Linked DNA regions of Mus musculus: all the other regions are linked to region 7. Evidence: chromatin contacts called from public HiChIP or PLAC-seq and promoter capture Hi-C data. All regions are on one chromosome and are shown on one strand. The core of a region is the stretch at or near the end of the contact, and the rest is flanking DNA. Distances in the headings are between cores, read along the strand shown. Region 1 holds the start of Gak (cyclin G associated kinase). Region 2 holds the start of Idua (iduronidase, alpha-L). Region 3 holds the start of Cplx1 (complexin 1). Region 4 holds the start of Cryba4 (crystallin, beta A4). Region 5 holds the start of Tfip11 (tuftelin interacting protein 11). Region 6 holds the start of Hps4 (HPS4, biogenesis of lysosomal organelles complex 3 subunit 2). Region 7 holds the start of Fbrsl1 (fibrosin-like 1).

The links. Promoter capture Hi-C pulls out the DNA fragments that hold promoters and counts their contacts. HiChIP or PLAC-seq counts read pairs in DNA pulled down with a chosen protein or histone mark. Capture Hi-C pulls out chosen DNA fragments and counts their contacts.
Region 1: a promoter capture Hi-C map of pre-B cells shows a contact between it and region 7, with 5 times the contacts expected there. The contact joins the promoter of Gak here to the promoter of Fbrsl1 in region 7. A contact is called at or near these places in 8 of 39 promoter capture datasets (the C10 cell line, cranial neural crest, frontonasal cranial neural crest and 4 more) and 1 of 9 other capture datasets (liver).
Region 2: a contact with region 7 is called in a promoter capture Hi-C map of liver, with 2.5 times the contacts expected there. The contact joins the promoter of Idua here to the promoter of Fbrsl1 in region 7. A contact is called at or near these places in 4 of 39 promoter capture datasets (cranial neural crest, hippocampal neurons, liver and 1 more) and 2 of 9 other capture datasets (adipose tissue and liver).
Region 3: a promoter capture Hi-C map of liver shows a contact between it and region 7, with 2.3 times the contacts expected there. The contact joins the promoter of Cplx1 here to the promoter of Fbrsl1 in region 7. A contact is called at or near these places in 2 of 39 promoter capture datasets (hippocampal neurons and liver).
Region 4: a contact with region 7 is called in a promoter capture Hi-C map of pre-B cells, with 3 times the contacts expected there. The contact joins the promoter of Cryba4 here to the promoter of Fbrsl1 in region 7. A contact is called at or near these places in 9 of 39 promoter capture datasets (the 3T3-L1 cell line, 3T3-L1-derived adipocytes, the HPC-7 cell line and 5 more) and 1 of 115 datasets of contacts at active chromatin or transcription factors (thymic regulatory T cells).
Region 5: a contact with region 7 is called in an H3K27ac HiChIP or PLAC-seq map of thymic regulatory T cells, with 8 times the contacts expected there. The contact joins the promoter of Tfip11 here to the promoter of Fbrsl1 in region 7. A contact is called at or near these places in 4 of 39 promoter capture datasets (frontonasal cranial neural crest, liver, maxillary cranial neural crest and 1 more), 1 of 115 datasets of contacts at active chromatin or transcription factors (thymic regulatory T cells) and 1 of 9 other capture datasets (adipose tissue).
Region 6: a promoter capture Hi-C map of adipose tissue shows a contact between it and region 7, with 3 times the contacts expected there. The contact joins the promoter of Hps4 here to the promoter of Fbrsl1 in region 7. A contact is called at or near these places in 3 of 39 promoter capture datasets (hippocampal neurons, liver and pre-B cells) and 1 of 9 other capture datasets (adipose tissue).

What each region holds. Positions count from the first base shown.
Region 1 is chr5:108,628,447-108,631,146 of GRCm38.p6, reverse strand. It overlaps Gak (cyclin G associated kinase), which reads left to right and starts at 1,370. Exons shown (of 28, transcript NM_153569.2): 1 at 1,370-1,646. The coding sequence starts at 1,502. It overlaps Tmem175 (transmembrane protein 175), which reads right to left and starts at 1,337. Exons shown (of 11, transcript NM_001163532.1): 1 at 1,247-1,337.
Region 2 is chr5:108,658,954-108,661,656 of GRCm38.p6, reverse strand. Idua (iduronidase, alpha-L) reads right to left here and starts at 1,326. Exons shown (of 15, transcript NM_008325.4): 1 at 1,159-1,326. Dgkq (diacylglycerol kinase, theta) reads left to right here and starts at 827. Exons shown (of 23, transcript NM_199011.2): 1 at 827-1,214. The coding sequence starts at 962.
Region 3 is chr5:108,548,743-108,551,442 of GRCm38.p6, reverse strand. It overlaps Cplx1 (complexin 1), which reads left to right and starts at 1,416. Exons shown (of 4, transcript NM_007756.3): 1 at 1,416-1,554.
Region 4 is chr5:112,251,135-112,253,834 of GRCm38.p6, reverse strand. It overlaps Cryba4 (crystallin, beta A4), which reads left to right and starts at 1,317. Exons shown (of 6, transcript NM_021351.2): 1 at 1,317-1,343; 2 at 2,038-2,088; 3 at 2,698-2,700. The coding sequence starts at 2,050.
Region 5 is chr5:112,324,964-112,327,663 of GRCm38.p6, reverse strand. It overlaps Tfip11 (tuftelin interacting protein 11), which reads right to left and starts at 1,295. Exons shown (of 14, transcript NM_018783.4): 1 at 1,191-1,295; 2 at 1-179.
Region 6 is chr5:112,341,816-112,344,515 of GRCm38.p6, reverse strand. Hps4 (HPS4, biogenesis of lysosomal organelles complex 3 subunit 2) reads right to left here and starts at 1,421. Exons shown (of 14, transcript NM_001359853.1): 1 at 1,353-1,421; 2 at 1-472. It overlaps Srrd (SRR1 domain containing), which reads left to right and starts at 1,476. Exons shown (of 7, transcript NM_001359388.1): 1 at 1,476-1,641. The coding sequence starts at 1,493.
Region 7 is chr5:110,447,207-110,449,906 of GRCm38.p6, reverse strand. Fbrsl1 (fibrosin-like 1) reads left to right here and starts at 1,404. Exons shown (of 19, transcript NM_001142642.1): 1 at 1,404-2,027. The coding sequence starts at 1,740.

The DNA.
Region 1 (2,700 bases), core at 121-2,620, 1.8 Mb after region 7:
GTTTCACTATACGCTGTAGTGAATTGTTCATGATGTTTCTCATGATGTTTTAGGTCTCTTGAAGGCTACCAAGCCTCCAATTCCCTACTTTTTCCTTTTGCTTTCAGATTTATTTTCCTTCTAAATAATGAGATCTGAAGCCACCAAAAAATAAAAAATCCCTTCAACTTCATTCCAGTAATAACATAAAGTTACCTGCAACTGCAAGCCGTAGCTACTTCCTCCTCCCTGCATCTTATAAGTGATTCTCTTATAGAAAGGTGCCATTTCTATACCAACACTACATATCCTCTATCTGGATGTGACTTGACTGTCCTACTATTCTGAGACAGTACTCCTCTCCACTATACTGGAAAGACTTCACTCTTTCCCATTGGCTTTAGGCTGCTCAAGTCTCCCATCTAAGATCATGTTAACACCACACTGCCCTTTCAGCTCCCACACTCTTCTTCACAAATCTCCTCAGTTACCTACAGGTACCATCTCTACTTCATCAGTTCTTTATTCCTCCAGGTGTTATCCAAAGCTTCCACTTCACCATTTCTAGGAAACTACTGTCTCACCTACCACGTACCTCACTGTATACTAATGATAATCTTTCATTTCTTTTCTACTTGACTTTTTAAAGAGCAGGTAGCGCCCCCCCCCCCCCCAAGGCGTATTTAATAGCATACAATCCTGGGACAGTTAAGATGTTGATTTGGGCTTAAGGATCCATTTTTCAGTCCAAAAGCACAAACTCTACCCAAGGCTCTGCAACTTCATATGGCTTCAGAAACCTCGGAGGTACAGAGACGAGTGGGGAATCCCATGACTTTGCCTCACCTGAGATGGACAGCTCTAAGTGTTTGACATCACACGGGATTCTGCGTCCAGTGCTGCCAGGTGACTTTTGTATACACGTTGTGAAGCTTTCTCCCGCCCCCTTTTAAAACTACGTTTTTCGGTCTTAATTCTAGCAACTAGTTCATCCTCCCCCAAACCTGTGTGGACCAAAACATAAGTGTCTGTGGCTCATAGGCTGGCTGCTTGTCTGCAAGATACCCTCCTCTCCTAAACCGGGCATTAGGGACACTTAGGGTGGGCTCCAGGCCTCGCTTTACCTTGAGGCGTCAGGCGCGAGCGGCGGGCTCTGGGGCGGTCCGCAGCGCGCGCCCAACGTCCCGCGACGCTCTAGCCACCTAGGCTGGACCTGGGCCAGCGGAAGCAACCAGATGAGGTTAGGGTCAGATGGCGACAGCCCTACCTCCGTGCCTCCTAGGAGCTTGAGGTCCGTAGGATCGCACCCTCTGCGCCTGCGCCTGCTGCTGCTGCTGGCTCTGCAGAAACACGCGCCCTTCCGCCTGCTGCGTCAGGGCGGGGCCGCAGCGTCGGGACGCAACTCGCTCTCTGATTTACGTCACGGCGCGGGCGGAAGATGGCCGGGTTGTTCGCCCGCAGCTGCTAACCCGGCAGTGCGGAGCTGGAGCCTGGCTCCCGCTGCCGCGGAGCGGCCGACGCCATGTCGCTGCTGCAGTCTGCGCTGGACTTCCTGGCGGGCCCTGGTTCTCTTGGCGGAGCTGCGGGCCGTGATCAGAGTGACTTCGTGGGGCAGACAGTGGAGCTGGGCGAGCTGCGTCTGCGGGTGCGGCGGGTCCTGGCCGAGGGTGAGGCGTAAGGCGTCGCCAGGCCGCGGGAGGCAGGAGCAGCCCAGGAGGGTCGCTGCTGGGGTGTGGTTCGAGTCAGGGCGCGTGACGGTCACCGCTTTAAGCAGGGGCAGCAAGGAGGATCGTGTCCAGGGTGTGAATCAAGTCTGAGACCTAGAGAGTCACGACTGAGGTGTGGGTCAGATCAGGGCCGCAGGGAGTCATCTCTCCGGGCAGGGTCTGCGGGAAAAGACACTGCTGGGATGTAAATCAGGCCATCGCTATGAAGGGCCACTGCTGGGGTGTGAATCAGGTCGGAGAAGGGTCTTGCCAGGAAGAGAGACCACAGGGGCTTGTGGGTTAAGGCCTTTGGTGGTGATTGCAGAGGATAGACTGCTTCGGGTTGCACACTTACTTCCTGGTGGGTAGAGTTAGTAGTACAAGGGTCATGCTAGCAGGTGGTTATCCAGTAAAGGAGGCTTGGGTCTGGAAGGACCACCTCTGCTTAGGGTCAAAGCTGTATCTGGGGCATATACAGAAAGATTCAAAGGTGGAGTCAGGTCAGAAGGTGAGCACAGTCACTCTGGGGTCATAAGCTGTTATTCATTGTATCATATCCAGCGTTGTTGTTGCATCCCGAGGACTGTCTTGAGATGGCAGTGTTTGTGCTGCTGAGTTCTGGGGCCTGTAGAGTCTTCCCTTGCTTGATGAGGTAGAGGATAGACTGGGGCCCTACAGTCTTGTTTTCTTTTATAGCCTAAGTGCCTCACCTATTGAGTTTTTTCTGTAGTGACCTCGTATAAGGTACAGGAAACAGAGCCCGTAGCTGTAACCTTTAAGAACCTTGCTTGAGCCGGGCGTGGTGGCACCCGCCTTTAATCCCAGCACTGGGGAGGCAGAGGCAGGCGGATTTCTGAGTTCAAGTCCAGCCTGGTCTACAGAGAGAGTTCCAGGACAGCCAGGGCAATACAGAGAAACCCTGTCTCGAAAAACAAACAAACAAAAAGAACCTTGTTTGATAGACAGTTCCATAGTTCTGTGTCTTGAGGTCAGTCTGAGTTTGTAGCTTCCTCAC
Region 2 (2,703 bases), core at 77-2,576, 1.8 Mb after region 7:
GAGCATTTGTTTTTTTGTAGAAGACCCTAGATCTATTTCTAGTACCTTCATGGCAGCTCAAAAACATCTGTAACTCCAGTTCCAGGAAATCCAGTTTTCTATTCTGACCTCCTCTGACACCAGGCACAGACAAAATGTAAGCAAATCAATCATACTGATAAAATAAAATAAATATATATTTTTTTAAAAGACAGAGCCTCTCTACATAGCCTCAGTTATCCTAGAACTCACTAGATAGACCAGGATGTCCTCATACACACAGAGCTCTCTCGTCGCTGTTTCCTTCCCTTGATGCACTCTGTGGCTACTGGGAATAGGCTAGAGGCCAGGAACTTTTTGGATCACCATTCCAGTAGTGTTTCCCCAACTCCAAAACAGAGTCGGCCTATAGAAGCAGGGCCCTTGAGGGCTGCTGACAATAGAGGCAGAATGACTCCTAGGTCCAAAGTCATAGGCATTGTCTGGACAACACAAAGCTATGGTTACTGTGGATGGCCTTCCCTTGCATGCAGGTACTCAAAGACCTGGGAACACAGTGGGAGAAAGTTTTGCCATGGTGTGTGTGAGGGTGTGTGTGTGTGTGTGTGTGCGCGCGCGCGCGCGCGCGTAGAATTAGGGGTTAAAGGAGCTTGTGGAAGTCCCACTGAATGTTTCCATATAGCTTCTCCTATGCTTATACGAGCAAAGGCCTCATATATCTAGTATCCTGTGTGGAGAATCTGGCGCTGGAGGTCAGAACAAATCCTCTTGGGCCACCATGCCCCTCTGTCTAGTCCAGAGGCCCCGCCTTTGGCAGGACGGCACCGCCCCTCAGGAGGCCCTCTCCAGTCTGGCCCCGCCCACGTGAGCCTGCGCGTTAGGTAGCGCAGTCGGAAGCCGGGAGCGGGCTCTGCCGAGGGCCCTCTCTACACCGCGGACCTGGCTTTATCGTGCGCTTGGAGCTGGGGCGCTCGGGTTGTGGATGGCGGCGGCAGCCGAGCCCGGTGCCCGGACCTGGCCGGGCAGTGGTTCCCCACGTCTTGGCAGCCCGGCCGGCAGTCCAGTGCTGGGCATCTCGGGCCGCACACGCCCGGGGTCAGGGCCGGAGCGGACTAGCAGAGCTATTGGCTCCGCAGCACCTGGCCACAGCTTTCGCAAGGTGACACTCACCAAGCCTACCTTCTGCCACCTCTGCTCGGACTTCATCTGGGGACTGGCTGGCTTCCTGTGCGATGGTGAGAGTCCACCCCGCGTCCTAAGGCCGCTCCCAGGAGCCGATGCCCTCCTTCCCGGGACACTGCCCTGACCTTTGAGACCTGTCCCTCTTGGCAGTGGGTGGGCACAGAGACAGACTCTGGTTTGAGTAGGACTTTCCTATGGAGGTGACACCCTGCTTTTAAGGTCAGGAAGGAGGGGTACCCTGGGTCTGGCCTCTCTTGACCTGAGATCTCAGGATTTCCTAGTGGGAGGTGGAGACCGAGTCGCCATAGTGCAGTGCTGTTGTTGTAATGCAAAGGCGCTGTAAGAGGCAAGGTGTGTGCTGAGGCAGTTGTTGGGCCTGGGCATAGAGATATGAAGGTAAGACTGAGACTTGGGGCAATGGGGCTCCCACTAGTGACCCGTGTCAGTGACTGGGGCAGCAGGAGTGGCTGGCTGTGGGTCCTGGGCATTCTTGTCCCGAGTGCATGCTGATGCACAGAGGGATTTAATGCTGCTCTGTTCAGGCTCAACTGCTTGGAGAGCTAGGCCCAGCCTTCTTTACAGTTGTGGCATGTCCCAGCACAGCTCCCACCCAGCTGCCAAGCCGGCTGGGCAGGACAGAGGATGGCACCTCTTTCTCAGCTCTCCAGGTAATTCCATGACTGCCCCTCTTTTTATTCTTACTCTTGTGAAGAGGCAGCTTCACAAGAAGCTGAGACCCAAATCTGTGGGGGACATCTGGGCCTTTGACAGTGTCACCTGACCAGGGTCCGAAGGTGGGAGCAATGAACCTGCCCTATTTGGGGAACACTAGTGTGCTCTGGGCAGGATCACTGAGGCCATAGCTCCTCACAGAGGCGTGTCTTCTGCTAGTGAGGATGGCAAGGTTGTCATGGGATCTCAGGGCTAGTAGTGACATAGGAGTGGTCACCTGTTTTTCTCTGTCCTATCTGCCCTCTTAAAATATCAGAGTCCCACTGAGATGGAGGCTGTGAGGTATACACTGACTTAGCTGCATATCTGAAGCTATGCCCCAGGCCGTACAAAGGTGGCCTAGGCAGGATGGTCCTCTGACTCACTTTATGGCTGAAAGTCATAGAAGGCATAGTTTGAAGTCTAAGTCTATTCTGGGAAGGTAAAGGTAGTGGAGGCAAACCCACAGATAGGAGGCTAGACCTAGGATCTCTGCAGAACTGAGAGATAATGAAAGTAGGATTTGAATCCAAGGAACCCCTCACAGATTTGACCCCTGAGCCTAGGTCTGTGGAATCAGGAAACCTAAGCAAACTCCTCATGTATAGCAGCCCAAGGTTCTGTTACCCAGAAGAGGGTGCAGAGCCCCTTCTAAGCAGCGTTGTTGTAGCTGTCCTCACAAGGGTATGGGCAGGAGCCTTCCACCTGCAGGAACATAAGACGGTCTCAGCCTACAGGGAAGGCAGCTGGCAAGACCTTTTGAGGTGGAGAAAATTGAGAGCCTGGGAAGATTCCTGTTAGGTCATTACTTAGTCATCCGCTTTTCTCCTA
Region 3 (2,700 bases), core at 167-2,666, 1.9 Mb after region 7:
TTCTATGGGATTGCTGACAGAAGGTCAGGTCCATCTGGTGGCGTGGCGGGGAGAAGAAAAGCAGGTGAGAAGTAATGAGTCTGTCTTGCTGTGGCCCTTGCTTTTGCTAGCTACTATAGACTCCGAAAACACAGAATGAGCCAGACTGGGCACATCTGTGTGCAGGTGACCCCATTCCACAGGACATCAGTCCTGGGCCTGAACAAGGCTCTGGGCATCAACCAACCTTACCATGAGTGTGGTGGGTGAACTGAGATGGACAGTGCCAGTAGGAAGGGCACTGGGAGACTTAACTCTTCTGTGTCTGATGTGAGTCATGCCCAACTTCCTAAATGATCCTCTCCTCCTAGGCATATGCCTGTGTGCAGTGCAGGCACTTCACCAGTGGGATCAGACAGTATCCTTAACTCCAGGGCCCCAGGCTGAAGTCAGGGCAGAAGGTGTGGGGCTTAACACTTTCTCTTCTTGTCTCCACTCCAGCTCCGTTCCTGGTCTCTTCTACTTTGAATCTGCTAGGTCAAAGGAACAAAAACTGATAAAAGCAAGTCTGGAATGGACCCTCCCTTACTCCCCACCCCTAGCCCTCGAATTCAAGCCACCAAGCACCCTGGGGCAGCTTTGGAATGTTGGTGAAGGGGGAATACTCATGAGGCAAGAAGTTTCACTGAATTGGGTGAAGGTCAAGAACAACCTAATCCTTAAGAATGACTCAGCCAGGAGGAACATTAACAGTTAAAGCAATGGCCATCAGCACTAGACTCTGCGGGTCAGGAATTACCACCTGGCTAGCCAGAATAAAAAACAGCTTAGGTGTCCCCACATGCTCTGACTTCTGCGAAGACGATTGCCTCACAGAAGCCCCCCAGGATAACTGCAGGGATACCAGGCCAACCTTGTGGCCACTGGGCTCTGCAGTGCAGCTGCCGCAGAGTTGAAATCCCGGTGCCAGGGGAAGGGGCGGCCTAGAGGCGGGGCTGTGGCTGTCTCCCAGGAGCCCCCGCCCATCCATGTCCGCAGTGACCTTCAGGCGTCCCTGACTGACTGGGGTTTCTATCCCACCAAAGCCACATTTGGCGGCTCTGCACACCGGAGAAGCCTGGATGTGTGGGCCTATCTTGCTCGATCGGGGGTCTCGGGCTGTGCTCGCCTTCTCCCGCCCTGCCAGCAAAGAGCAAAGAAACCCGGTCAGGAGCAAACGTGGTTGGTAGATTAGGGATGGTGACCCCATCCCTGCATTCTCCCAGCGTTTCAGGAGGGCGCTTCAGTAGGACTTCAGGAGGGTCTCCAAGCCGGTGTGGAGAGAGTGGCCCAGGCCAAAGAGGGGCCCCTAATGCAGCTGTCGCGCGCGCCAGGCCAGGATCTGGGAACCGGGGGCGCGGCTGCCCCCCCTACCTCCGCCGAGCCCCGCCCTCCTCGTCATGCGGGACGCGGGCGGGGGCGCCTCTGAGTGACGCGCCCTCCTCGCGGTGTCCTTCAGCCGCCGCAGCAGCACAGAGCGCCACATGGACCCCGCCGGCCTGAGAGCGCGCTGCTGTTGATCGTCCACCTTGGAAGGTAACCGGCGCCCTAGCAGCCAGTCCGACCTTAACCGGCTCCCTCCTTTCCCCTTCCCAGCCCAGTTTTCTTCCCGACTCCTGGGCTTCCCTTTCTGGATCCCCGCTTTCTAGCCGTGGGTCTCCTACCCATATCCTAGGTTCCCCTACTCTTGGTTCCTTGTCTTTCAGACCCAAGGTTGCTCAGCCTGAAAGGCGCTGTCCATCGTGAGGTGCTGAAACGGCCCTTGATTCCCTTTCCCATAGGCATCTTTTTTCTTTCTTTCTTTCTTTCTTCTTTCCCTGGCGCGCTCCGGCCTGAGGCCGTGCTCCGGTCGGGCACCTCGCCCAGCAAAGCAAAGGGTGCGGCGGCCGCGAGAGAACGGGATGCCTTGGTCTTTGCGGAATCTCCGCAGCGTCCTAGCCTCTCTACAGCTGGCCCTGCGGAGCCCCCATCCCCCGATTCCCGGAAACAGAGAGAAGTTTAGAAGGCAATTGGCTTTGCTGCAAAGGCATCCCTGAACCCCTAGCTTCTCGGACACTCTTCCTGCCTGGCACCCCTTCGGGTCTCATTCCGCAGAGAGAAACCTGTGAAACACTGGATCCCTCAGGACCAGGTTCCCTGATAGGAAAGACTCTACAAAGAGGGATGTCTTTGCAGCTGTTGGCATTACAGAAAGCACCTTTCTAAATGCTGCTGGCACTTTAGTCCACGCTGGGCATTCTGACTTGGGTTGCCCTACCCCATGCAGAAGCAGGAGTGGGTCATCTGTTTCCCCTCCCACTGGAAGACGGGGACTCCATCCAGGGCCAGTTCTGCTGTGGGCCTCCAGAGTCTCTCTAGAGACAGATATAGTTGAGACTAGTCAGAAGTCATAAGGACCTTTCCTGAGGGACATTCATGGACTTGTCTCTCCAATTCTTCCCCAGAGGGACCCCTGCCCCACAGCTCCAAAACTGCCAAGGAGGCTGAGCAGCCAGAACCTGGGTGCTACAGCGGAGCATTGACCTTCAAATGCCCCCTGGGCTCCACCCCCGCTTGAGGAGGCTGGCGCCAGTCTCCAGTAACTGGTGGCCCCAGGTTGTGAGCTGCAGTGGCATCTAAAAGCTTCCTTCAGAAACCCCAGAAGAAGCAAGATAACTGTTGGTTTGGCTGGGCTCTGAACCC
Region 4 (2,700 bases), core at 68-2,567, 1.8 Mb before region 7:
TAACCATTAAAGTTTGTGTGTGTGAGAGAGAGAGAGAGTGAGAGTGTGTGTGAGTGTGTGAGAGTGTGTGAGAGAGTATGTGAGTGTGTGTGTGTGAGTGTGTGTGAGACTGTGTGAGTGTATGAGTGTGTGAGAGTGTGAGGGTGTGAGAGAGCATGTGTGTGTGTGTGTGTGTGTGTGCACTCACATGGAGGTCAGAAGGTCAGAGGGTAACTTTCAGGAGTCAGTTCTCCCTACTACCCTGTGGTCCTGAGGATTAAAGTCAGGCTTGGAGGTACCCCACTGAGCTTTGTCTTTTTTATTTCACAGCACAACTGAGGCTTAGAGGCATTCACTGGGAACCTGCTCAAAAGTAATTAGCCCCCAGGCACGGGATGCAGACACAGGCTACTGGCTGTGGAGACTGCACCGGTCCACCCTTCCGGTCCACCCTTCGCCACGCCCTGAACGTGAGACAACTGTTCTGACATCCCAGGAAGGAAGAGATGTTGCTATTTTCCTGGCCATCAAAGGACTCGCTCTTTATCTGGGTCACCCAGTAGCAAGGCTGAGTTTTACCACAAGCCGCTCCTGCCATGCTACCCTCTCCTGCAACAGGACCCCTCAGAGGCAGGGATCAGGGGATTCCATATGCTTTGGGTGCTTATCTGGCATGCACTGCTTTGGGAAGCATGCTAGCAAGCTGCAGCGCCCCCCCCCCCCCCGCCCCGCCCTTTGCTTCTGCATGCACAGCCCTGGATGCTTCTGCCTTGTGGAGTGCATGGGTTCTAGCCCTGACCACCACTCTCACCTCCTGAGAAGAGTTGTACTGCTGGGTATTTGTTATCCAAAGCCCTTGCTCCAGGCCCCCAGGGTTTTGCTTAGAACCGGTTACTTCCAAGCTACTGTATACATTGTTTCCACTTTTTCAAAGAGTATCCTCAAGTGAAAGTGTGACGTCCAGCTAGAAGAGGCAGGGGCAGGTGAGGTGAAGGAGGAGGGCAGGCACAGAACTCTATGATCTGGCTTCTGTCTGTCCTATCATGCAGACAGACAGAAGGACACCCACCATCAAGATGATGTTGGGTCCCTAGTCCTGGACAGGAGTCCTGTGGAACCAATGGAAATAGGCTATCTACCCCTCATATTCCCTAGTGCTGACCCTGGGCAAGCCACCAGTCCTTCCCCACTAAAGGCAGAGCTGCTGACATGTCCACTCTGGGCCTTGGCCAGGACTGGCTTTTGTTTCTATCTCTGGCTTGCTGAGTCTGTGTTTGTCCCTTGGGGCCCCTGTTCCTTTCCTGCCTATAAGAGCCCTGACCTTGTCTGGTTCTGGTTCTGACGTGTGCTCTGGGCCCTTCTTGGTAAGTATGAGAGGGAGACAGGAGTGGGGCCGAGCTCTCTGGTGGCATCATCCTACAATATCAATCTTGGGGATGTCACTGGCTAACCCTGAATGCCATCACATCCCAGGAAGTCTACAAGTGTGTCAGACTGCTGCCTGTGACTCTTAGTTAAATGCCAAGATCCCCCTCCCCTATCATTTTGTGACCTGTGTGTCCACTATGAGAGCCACGCACTAGGCTAGCACTGCACTTTGTTTTGGTGTGTGTGTGCACTCACTTGTGTGTGTGTGTGTGTGTGTGTGTGTGTGTGTGTGTGCGCATGCATGTATGTATGTATGTATGTATGTATGTATGCATGTATGTATGTGCCTGTATGTATGTGTGCATGTGTGTGAGTGTGCATGTGTGAACTTGTGTATGTGTGTGATTGTGCACATGTGCATGTGGGTGTGTGTCTGTGTGTGCATGTGTGTGATTCATCCACCTCTCTCCACTCATCTGGCACTGCAGTCCACTGTGAGCTGGGCTGGAGACAATGGCACCCAGATGTGGCTGAGATTGGTGCTGTTTGCACGTGGGTGGGGTGGGAGAAGGATCGCCCCCGTCCTGGGATACCCAGACCCATCTTGATTCTGACACTGTCCAAGTCAGCCTTCAGTCAGAGATGCTGCTGGGAACCAGATGGAAGGTGACTGTGTTCTTCTCTCTGTAGGACCGTGCCAACATGACCCTGCAGTGCACCAAGTCAGCTGGACACTGGAGGGTAGGGAGTACCCTGGGAGGGGAGGGAAGGAAGTCGACATCTAAGAACCTCTTACAACAACTTCATTGAACCCCATCATCCTGCAGGAGGGCTACTGACTGCCTTGAGCCCAAGGCTCAGACTAGGGGGCAACCTGCCTGAGGCACGCAACCCGAGTTGGTCCCCACCCTTGAGTCCTGGCACACAATCATTCTACTGTGCTTCTCTGGCCGTGCTTGGCTTTGCAAAGGGAAACTAAAATCTGGGTGTGATAGCTTATGCCTGCCCTAGCATTGGGGAAGTAAAGGCAGAAGGAAGCTCGTAGGCTCAAGGCCAGCCTGGGTCTTGCGAGATCTTGTCTCACAAAAAATAATATAGCGGAGCCACATAAAAGCCTTTGATGAAGGCTTTGGGAAATGGAAGCTCTGCTTGTTTTCTTACCTAATGACAGTCAAGGGTGGAGACAAAATTGTGCTGTCCAGGATCCCACGGTCCACCTTGCTCACCCACCTGGCCCTGGAGGCATGTGACCTCTGCTTTACCTGTTTGACTCACTCTGAGTCCAGGGTAAGATCCTCTCTGCTCGCCAAACCTTGATGTCCACAGATTCCCTCCTTCTTTCCTGCACAGATG
Region 5 (2,700 bases), core at 46-2,545, 1.9 Mb before region 7:
ACCAGGTTGGTCTTTTTACTTCTCCAGGAAAAGTTGTATCTAGCCAATTTGCAGTTCCAGGGAAACTTCAGAGCATTTTCTGAAATACTATTTCCACGGGACTGAAGGTTTCCTTCCCTGAACGGCTTCTACGGTACTGGAAGGTTGCAGTCTTTCTGAATGCCACTTTGCAGTCACTCCTAGAGGGTAGGGAAAAAACAGTGTTCTACCCAGGTAGCTATTCATCTCTCTCTCTCATAACTGCATTCATTCAGTTCCAGGAGAAGCTTGTAAGGACTGATTAAGATGATACTTTCGAAAAACAAAAGCTCCAACACTTTGGAGGCAGAGAGGCAGATCCATCTCTCTAAGTTCAAAGCCAGCCTGGTCTCAAAACCGACAAAACAACAACGAAAGCTCCGCTCCCAGTAGGTGCTCAAGAAACAGCACCCTTACATCTTTGACTCTAGCAGTAGGGAGGCAGAGACCAGGGGGGTCTGAGTTCAAAGCCAGCCTGGTCTACAAAGCAAATTCCAGGGCAGCCAGGGCTGGCTGCTAAAGAGAAATTCTGTCTTGAAAACAAAAACAAAAAACAAAACAAACAAACAAACAAAAAACAGAAACGGGGGGAAAGGGAGGAAAAAGGAAAAAAAAAAAAAAGCATCTTCTTCCACTCCATGATCGGGTTTCAGGTTCACACTCATTACAAGTCAGGACTGCGAAGTGAATCCTTCAAAATGATTGTGAAAATCATTAACACTTAACACCCCAGCCTGAGTCTAAATCGCGCCTCTATGAACACCTGTGAGTGTGGTTATCACATTCAAAGGTCCCGACCCGACACTGTGTGCATTGCACAGTAACATCCTCACTATGTGACACCAGTGACTGACAGCGTGAAAACGGCTCCGCGGTGACTAACAGCTCCCCCCCCCCCCCGCTGCTCCTCCTCCTCCTCCTCCTCACTATGCACCGGCGAAACTCAACAGGTTCCGACCCCAGCAACCAGCACATGTTGAGTTTCCTCAAAGGAGCAGGAAGCCCTAGGCCCACTCAATTACAGCACCGCCACCTCCCCAGCACAGGGGACAGGAGACGCTCAGCTCAATGTCAGCAGCGGGCCCGGAGCGCAGGGAAACCGTAAAGCCGTCGTCACGGAGCCTCGGAGCCTCAGCCCGCGCTCCCGGGACGCCACCCCGCCGCCTGCTCACCTCGCTCAGCATCCGCGAGAGCCACACAGCCTTCGCCCAGCGTCCCCGAATCTGCGAGGGTCCCGCCAGCCCAAACCCGGATGTGGCCTTTACCGGCGCATCGGAAATACGTCATCGCTCAGAGGCGGAAGTGGCGCGCTGTTGCCCCGGCAGCGACTTCACGCCGGAGGGGGCGTGTCTGCAACCCGGAAGGGCCGGTGATCCCGCCTCGCGCTGCTTCTGGTTCCCATCGGAACTGAGGCTGAGTGGCCGTCTCGTTCCAGGGCGAGCCGTCGCCAGGCACTGGAGTCTTACTTGGCGTTACCAGCGTCACGAGGACACTGAGAGATTAAAATGTCCTCGCGACCCCATGTCGAGTTCTCTCCAGGAAGCAGTTTTATTGTTCTCCTCTTTGCTCTAGTTATTTCTCTGTCGCTGGGAAAGAACGGAGTTGGGGTTTCTTGTTGGTTTGATTTGGTTTTGGTTTTGTGAATTTTCAAGACAGGGTTTCTCATCCTGCCGTGGTGGCGCACGCCTTTAATCCCAGCACTTAGGAGGCAGAGACAGGTGGATTTCTGAGTTCGAGGCCAGCCTGGTCTACATACAAAGTGAGTTCCAGGACAACCAGGGCTACACAGAGAAACCCTGTCTCGAAACCCCCCACCCCCAAAAAAAAGAAAGAAAGAAAGACAGGGTTTCTCTGTGTAGCCCTGACTGTCCTGGAACTCATTGTGTAGACCAGGTTAGCCTCGAACTCGGGAGATCTGCCTGCCTCTGCCTCCTGAGTGCTGGCCTTAAAGGCGTGTGCCAACGCGACCCACAAAGAGCATATGTCATCTTTTTACACATCTTACAAATCTATACATAGTCTGGTGCCATCTCTGGTTCTGAAACTAATTTGTTTTCTCTAATACCCTAAAAGGCTGGGTCCTGGTGGGTTTTGTTGTTGGCTGGACTTATTTTTGTTTTCCCCTGTCAGCTTGATACACACTAGAGATATCTAGGAAAAGGACTCGGTGCTTCCATCGGATGGCCTGTAGGCAAGACTGGTGTCGTTTGCTTGATTCATGATTGATGTGGGACGGCCCAGCCCATTGTGGGTGGGGCCTCCCCCTGTGGTCCTGGGTGCTGTAAGCACAGGGAGCAAGCCAATAAGCAGCGTTCCCTCCGTGGCTTCTACTTCAGTTCTTTTTAAAAATGTCTTTGGACTGTAATCTGTAAAGCAAATAAATCAGTTTCCTTCCCAAATTGCTCTTGGGTATGGTCTTTACAATACAGCAATAAAACCTAACCAAAAAACATGCAGGAGGATTTGTTAGTGAGGCTCTTGGGGAGTCCGTCAGAGCCAATGTGATACTGTGGGATCAGGGTCCCTTCTTGGGGTTTTATGGTCACGTGAATGAAAGCATCTAAGAACTGATACAGAGAGCTGAGGGCGGGCAGTGGGGCCAGGGTTGGGGGTGGGGGCGGGAACGGCAGGCAAGTTGTAACTCATAGCTGCCGGGAGGAGAACGAAGAAGGGAAGAGGCAT
Region 6 (2,700 bases), core at 172-2,671, 1.9 Mb before region 7:
TTTCAGAAACCTGTGACCACTCATGTGACCCACAAGGTTCAATAAACACTTGGTTTCAAAGCAGCCTTCAGAGCTTGTGTTTTAGAATAAAAAGAGTTCGGGTAGCAGATACTTCAAAGGCCTTTTTTTTTTTTTCAGCAGAAAATAGCTTTGCAGAAGGGAAACCAGACGACGAGTGTAGAAGGTACTGGGTGTAAGGGACCACACCAGTCAAATGGTCCCAAAATTAAGGAACTGGCACTCAGGAGCCTAATCAGAATGTGCGCAGCCCTTCAGAGTGCAAGAGAGAACTTTGACAGAGGGGAAGACAACTCAGTGTATCATGGAATACTCTGCCAGAAAAGAGTCTTGGCCTCACTCTGATTCTTCGCTCCTCCAAGAGAACTGTCCAGAAACAGGTGGTACAGGCATTAAAATTACTATCCACGAGGCTGAAATTTTCTGACAGTCTTATTTCACTGTGTGGATAACACTGGGAGGAAACACAAAAATAATTTAATCCTTTTCCTTGACAAGCCTTCCGTCATTTTCATCTATAGTCTTTGTTTTGTTTTGTTTATTTGTTTGTTTGTTTTTTCGAGACAGGGTTTCTCTGTATAGCCCTGGCTGTCCTGGAACTCACTCTGTAGACTCAGGCTGTCTCTGCCTCCCAAGTGCTGGGGTTAAAAGTGTGCGCCACCACCACCTGGCTTCATTAAGACTATAGTCTTAATCCCACTTTTCTGGTTAATTCCTTCAAGGACAGGATCTCTAAAGCTGGCCACAATCTGCCACCTGTGGAAATAGTACGTTGAAGTCTCTTAGGGAGGGAGCCAGGCATGGTAGTTTAGGCCTTTTATCCCAGCGCACTGGAAATAGACAGGCAGATTGCTGAGTTCCAGGCAAGCTATGGCTACAAAGCAGGACCCTCTCTTAAAAGCGAGTAAACTCTCTTAGGAAGAAGGAAGTGCCCGAGGGGCATCCCCCACGAACCCGAAAAGGCCTCTTAAATATCAGTCACCTCAACTACACACACCTCGTTCTGCAGCAAACACAGGGCGAGCACACTGTGCAGGGCATCTCTGTTCCTGGAACCACCCCTCCCATTCCCTGAGGCCTGCTCGGAGGACCTAACAGCGAGTTCTCAAAGGTCCCGATGAGGTCAGTGATTGTGTAAGGGACCTAAAGAGGCCATGACACCCTAAGAGTACAGGCAGGGGGACAGTGCGGGTGCGCGCGGGGACGGAGGGAAGTCCCTCGCTGGTCAGGAGCCCCGAACCCTGCGGCCCGATCGCGTGGATCAGGCTCGCCCGCCCGCCCGCCCACCGGGACCCCGGGCTCTGTCTGGCCGCCCGCGGGAAAACCCCCGATACCTGCGCCCGCCCGGCAGCCCCGCGATCACGCGCGGACCCACCTCCCGCCGGTGGGGGCTTGGCGATGACGTGAGGTGTGACGCAGCCTGTGACGTCGGCGGCACGGCGGCCGCTCTGGCGCACTCTGCTGACGTCAGAGCATGGCGGCGGCGGCTCTCGAGCCCTGGAGCGCGGTGGCTCCGCGGAGGAGGAAGCGCGCGGCGGGAAGGCGACCGCGGCCGGGCGAGGGGCCCCGGGCCGAGCCGGAGGCGGACGGCGAAGCGGTGCTACGCCGCCTGCGGGAGGCCGAGTGAGTGCAGCGCCGAGAGGCAACTCCAGCCTCAGTGTCCCTAACCTGGAAATGGGTGTGCCAACCCGCTGGGAAAGGCTGAGTTCTCCCTCCGGTGTCACTGTAGCAAGCTCTCAGTAAAGCTGCCATTCCCATTCGCTGCGGCTGCGGCAGTTTATCATCCTGTGTCCCTGTCTGCCACCTTTGAGATGGGGGTTTAAGCATTACGTAGGGATGCTCAGAGGATTGTGTGATGTGACTGTAGAGCACTCCCTGGCACCCAAGCTCGAGGTGGGGGAGGAGGGTGTCAGAAGGTGCTCAGAAGACCTCTGCTTTCACTGCATAGGTTAGGACAATCAAACTCAAATGTGAGGCTTGGTGGCAAGAACCTTTACCCTATAAATCATCAGCTCTGGATTTGGAGGCGGGATCTTGTACTATAGCTTAGGCTAGCCCAGCAGCCCTGAATTGGAGGATATCCCGTCTTTGCTGTGGGCCACACACCACATTGGTTATTATCCGTATTGTAAATCGAGGTTGCAGCAAACACAGATGTCAACATTTGCATCAATGGTTTACTGAGCAGCAGCTGTGTGCGCAGACTTTTGCAGCCTATGTATTTCACAGGCTCACTGGAATCCTGGGCACTCCGAGAGACATACAAAGATCATTGTTTCAGGCCCAGGCCTTGGTGACTTCAAACCCCATGCTTCCACCTAATCATTATCATGTACTCTATTATGTTACATCCATCTCCCCAGCACTTGGTCTGTACCTTCTTACAGGGCACATAGACGGTGCCCACCATACACAGGCTACACCGTGTTCTTGCCTTTTCTAGTTTTGGTCTTACAGGGCTAAGTTAGAAATGTTGGTAGCATTTTGTATGGGTCAGAAGGGCTGTGATGAGGGGGGCAAGTTACACTTAAAAAGCATTGGTGACCCAGAAGTTACCTCTGAACATAAATTACTGGCGGTGCAGCTGAGAGGACAGATAGAAGCAAGCAGTGCCTTAAAGTCTCGAGATTAGTGAGACATAGGTGTCTAGGACCTGAACTCTTCAAGGCGCACACCAGATAG
Region 7 (2,700 bases), core at 155-2,654:
AAAAATCGGGTCTCAGTCGTTGTTCTTGGAGTGGAAAAGGGTTGACCTAGAGTGAAACTCCCCACAAGCTGGGAGTGGGGTGGTCTCAGGAGGAGGTGTCTAAAAGAGAACAGTTAGCAGGAATGAGGAGCTGCCTTGGTTCTGCGTCTTTCCAACAGGGTTCTTTAGCTAGTTAGATGCTAGCTCTGAGTAGTTTTGTAATAAAATCTGGAATGGGAAGAAGAGGGAAGGCTGGCAGGTAGGCTGGCAGGTGTGTTGGTCCCCGTGTTGTTAAGTGAAAGAGCACACTTGTGGATGATAGGCCACGTTCCCAGATGCCCCAAGGGACGTCTTGGCAGAGAGCCTGTGGCCATCTCAGGAGCCAGAAAATGTGCACTTGAGGTCCTGTCCAGGGGCATTCTTCAGTCGTGTCTGCTTCCTTTCAGGGCCTCTGCTGCCCAGATGTAGGCATGGCTCAATGTCACTTTTCACTCAGTGCCCAATGCCCAAGCTGTGACACCTCCCTTCTCTTCATGTCAAATGTTCTCACTGGAGGAATTGCTGAGACTTCGTGCCCAGCTCCAGGGCATCCCAACTGGGGAAGTTGCTGAGGAAACTCACGGTTTTGTCTAGTTTTGTACTTCCTATCGGCGGTCCCCAAGTCCTTGGACTAGTGTAGGCAGGTCTCTAAGGAAAGACTACTTGAGACTGGAGGGTTTGGTTTTCAGGGCGCTACCTAATTTTGCATGGGGACCAGAGTGAAACTGGGCTTGAGGGCTTGCAGGTGGACGATGACGTACGCGCTGCCTCTAGGACTTCAGCACAGTGAGCCCCCAGCACCAACCTACCTACTCTCTCTCACGTGCTTCCACTCAGTTTGCCCCAAGCTACTGTAGGTGCATAGACCCATCACCTCCTACGGGAAGGGCGGAAGGGGAGGCGCTGATCGCCACAAACTCGCTGTAGGTGGCTGGGCAGTACTTGTAGGCGAGCACTAATTGCCTAGTAGGCGTGGTCAACAAGGCGAGGCATGAAGTAGGAGGGATCTGACCATGACTAGGCTCAGCGACCTGCACAGGTGAGCAGGACCGGAAGGCAAGGGCGGGGCTTAAGGAACTGAGAAAGCGTAGACAAGAGAGGTGGAGCCGGGAAGAATGGGGCGTGATCTGACAGGGTCGGGGGGTCGGAATTCTAAAGAGCTGTGCGCAAACGGGTGTGGCCTGTTGCAGGGGCGGAGCAAAGGGAAAGCTTCCCCCCTTTCGGGGGCGGGGCTTAACGTGAAAGGGCGAGGGCCCGCTCAGCGCAGAGCCATTTAGTCCGGAAGGGCGGGGTCAGGGCGGGGCCAGGGTGGGGCGGAGTCGACGGGTCAGCCTCCCCCAGCTGCGCCCGCTTCCTCTGGCACTCCGGCCCGGCGGAAGTGCGTCAGTTGTTATCCGCTCTGGTCGCTGCCACTACTGTGTCTGCCTCACGGTCCCGGTGCTCAGAAGCTCCGCCACCCGCCGCCTTCTGCCGCTGCCCGCCGGTCGCCATGGGCCGTGTCCCTGGGGACCTGGTCTAGGGTCGCCGAGAGACCGCCGCACTCCGATGCGCGGGACCCGGGGTCCTAGCCCGCGCGGCGTCCGGTGCTGAGAGCCCGCGCCCGGCATGCCCGCCCCGGTCCCGAGCCCGCCCCGGCCCCGAGCCCGCGCGGCGCCCTCGCAGCCCGGCGGCACGGCGTAGCAGGCGGTGCGGGGCGCCAAGGTCACCGCCGCGGCGCCGCCATGGAGGCCAAGGTCCGGCCAAGCCGGCGTTCGCGCGCGCAGCGAGATCGCGGCCGGCGTCGGGAAGCCGCCCGGGACGCCCGCGCCCAGAGCCCGTCGTCGGGTGAGGAGCCAGAGCCCAGTCCTGGCAAGGAGAACGCGGGACTCCACGGCGCGCCGCCTCAGCGCCCTACGCCTCTGCGCGCTGCGCGCCCCCCGCGGCGCCGTCGCCGCGAGTCCAGCTCGCAGGAGGAGGAGGTTATTGACGGCTTCGCTATAGCCAGCTTCAGCACCCTGGAGGCCCTGGAGGTAGGTGGGCTGGAAGGCCAGACCCGGGACCAAGGAAACGCATACGTATGCCTCCTGGCCCCGCGCTGCAACCTTGCCAGGAAGAGGACCTGGAGTGAGGGGTGTGTGGGAGGACTTAAACCACGCCACCTAAGCGGGCTTTGCAGCGATCGTTACTTGTTGCCAAGTTATCGCTGCGTCCGGGACCAGCTGGGGATTTGGACATTGTTGGGCCTCGGGGAGGCAGCGACGATAAAATGGACACTTGGGATTCTTCCTGTCCTATGATCTCTTAAGGGTTCTTTGGAGGGAACCGGGAGTCAACTGGCAAACCCTTCTTGGTGATCATTGCATGGGTATAGGTAATAGATTTGCTAAGAATACTACGTGTTTGACTGAGTTGTCGTGCACAGTATTTGCTGAGCAAAGTGTCCTTCCGACCTGAACTCAGGTTAGTAGAAGAGAAGGAAGTGAGAGAAATGGTCAGTGAGTGAGTGAGTAGTCACTGTGTCTCTGGAACTCAAGTGGTTGAAAATGCTGGTCAGGCCTTCAGGGCACTAGCAGAACCTTCAAACCCCTAGCAATGCAGAGATCTCTGTCTGGGTGAAAACTTTGGGGACCACATCTCATCTGCTGGGCTGTGGTCGCAGGGATTACTGCGACCCTATTCACTCTTGCCCTGACTGATACCTGC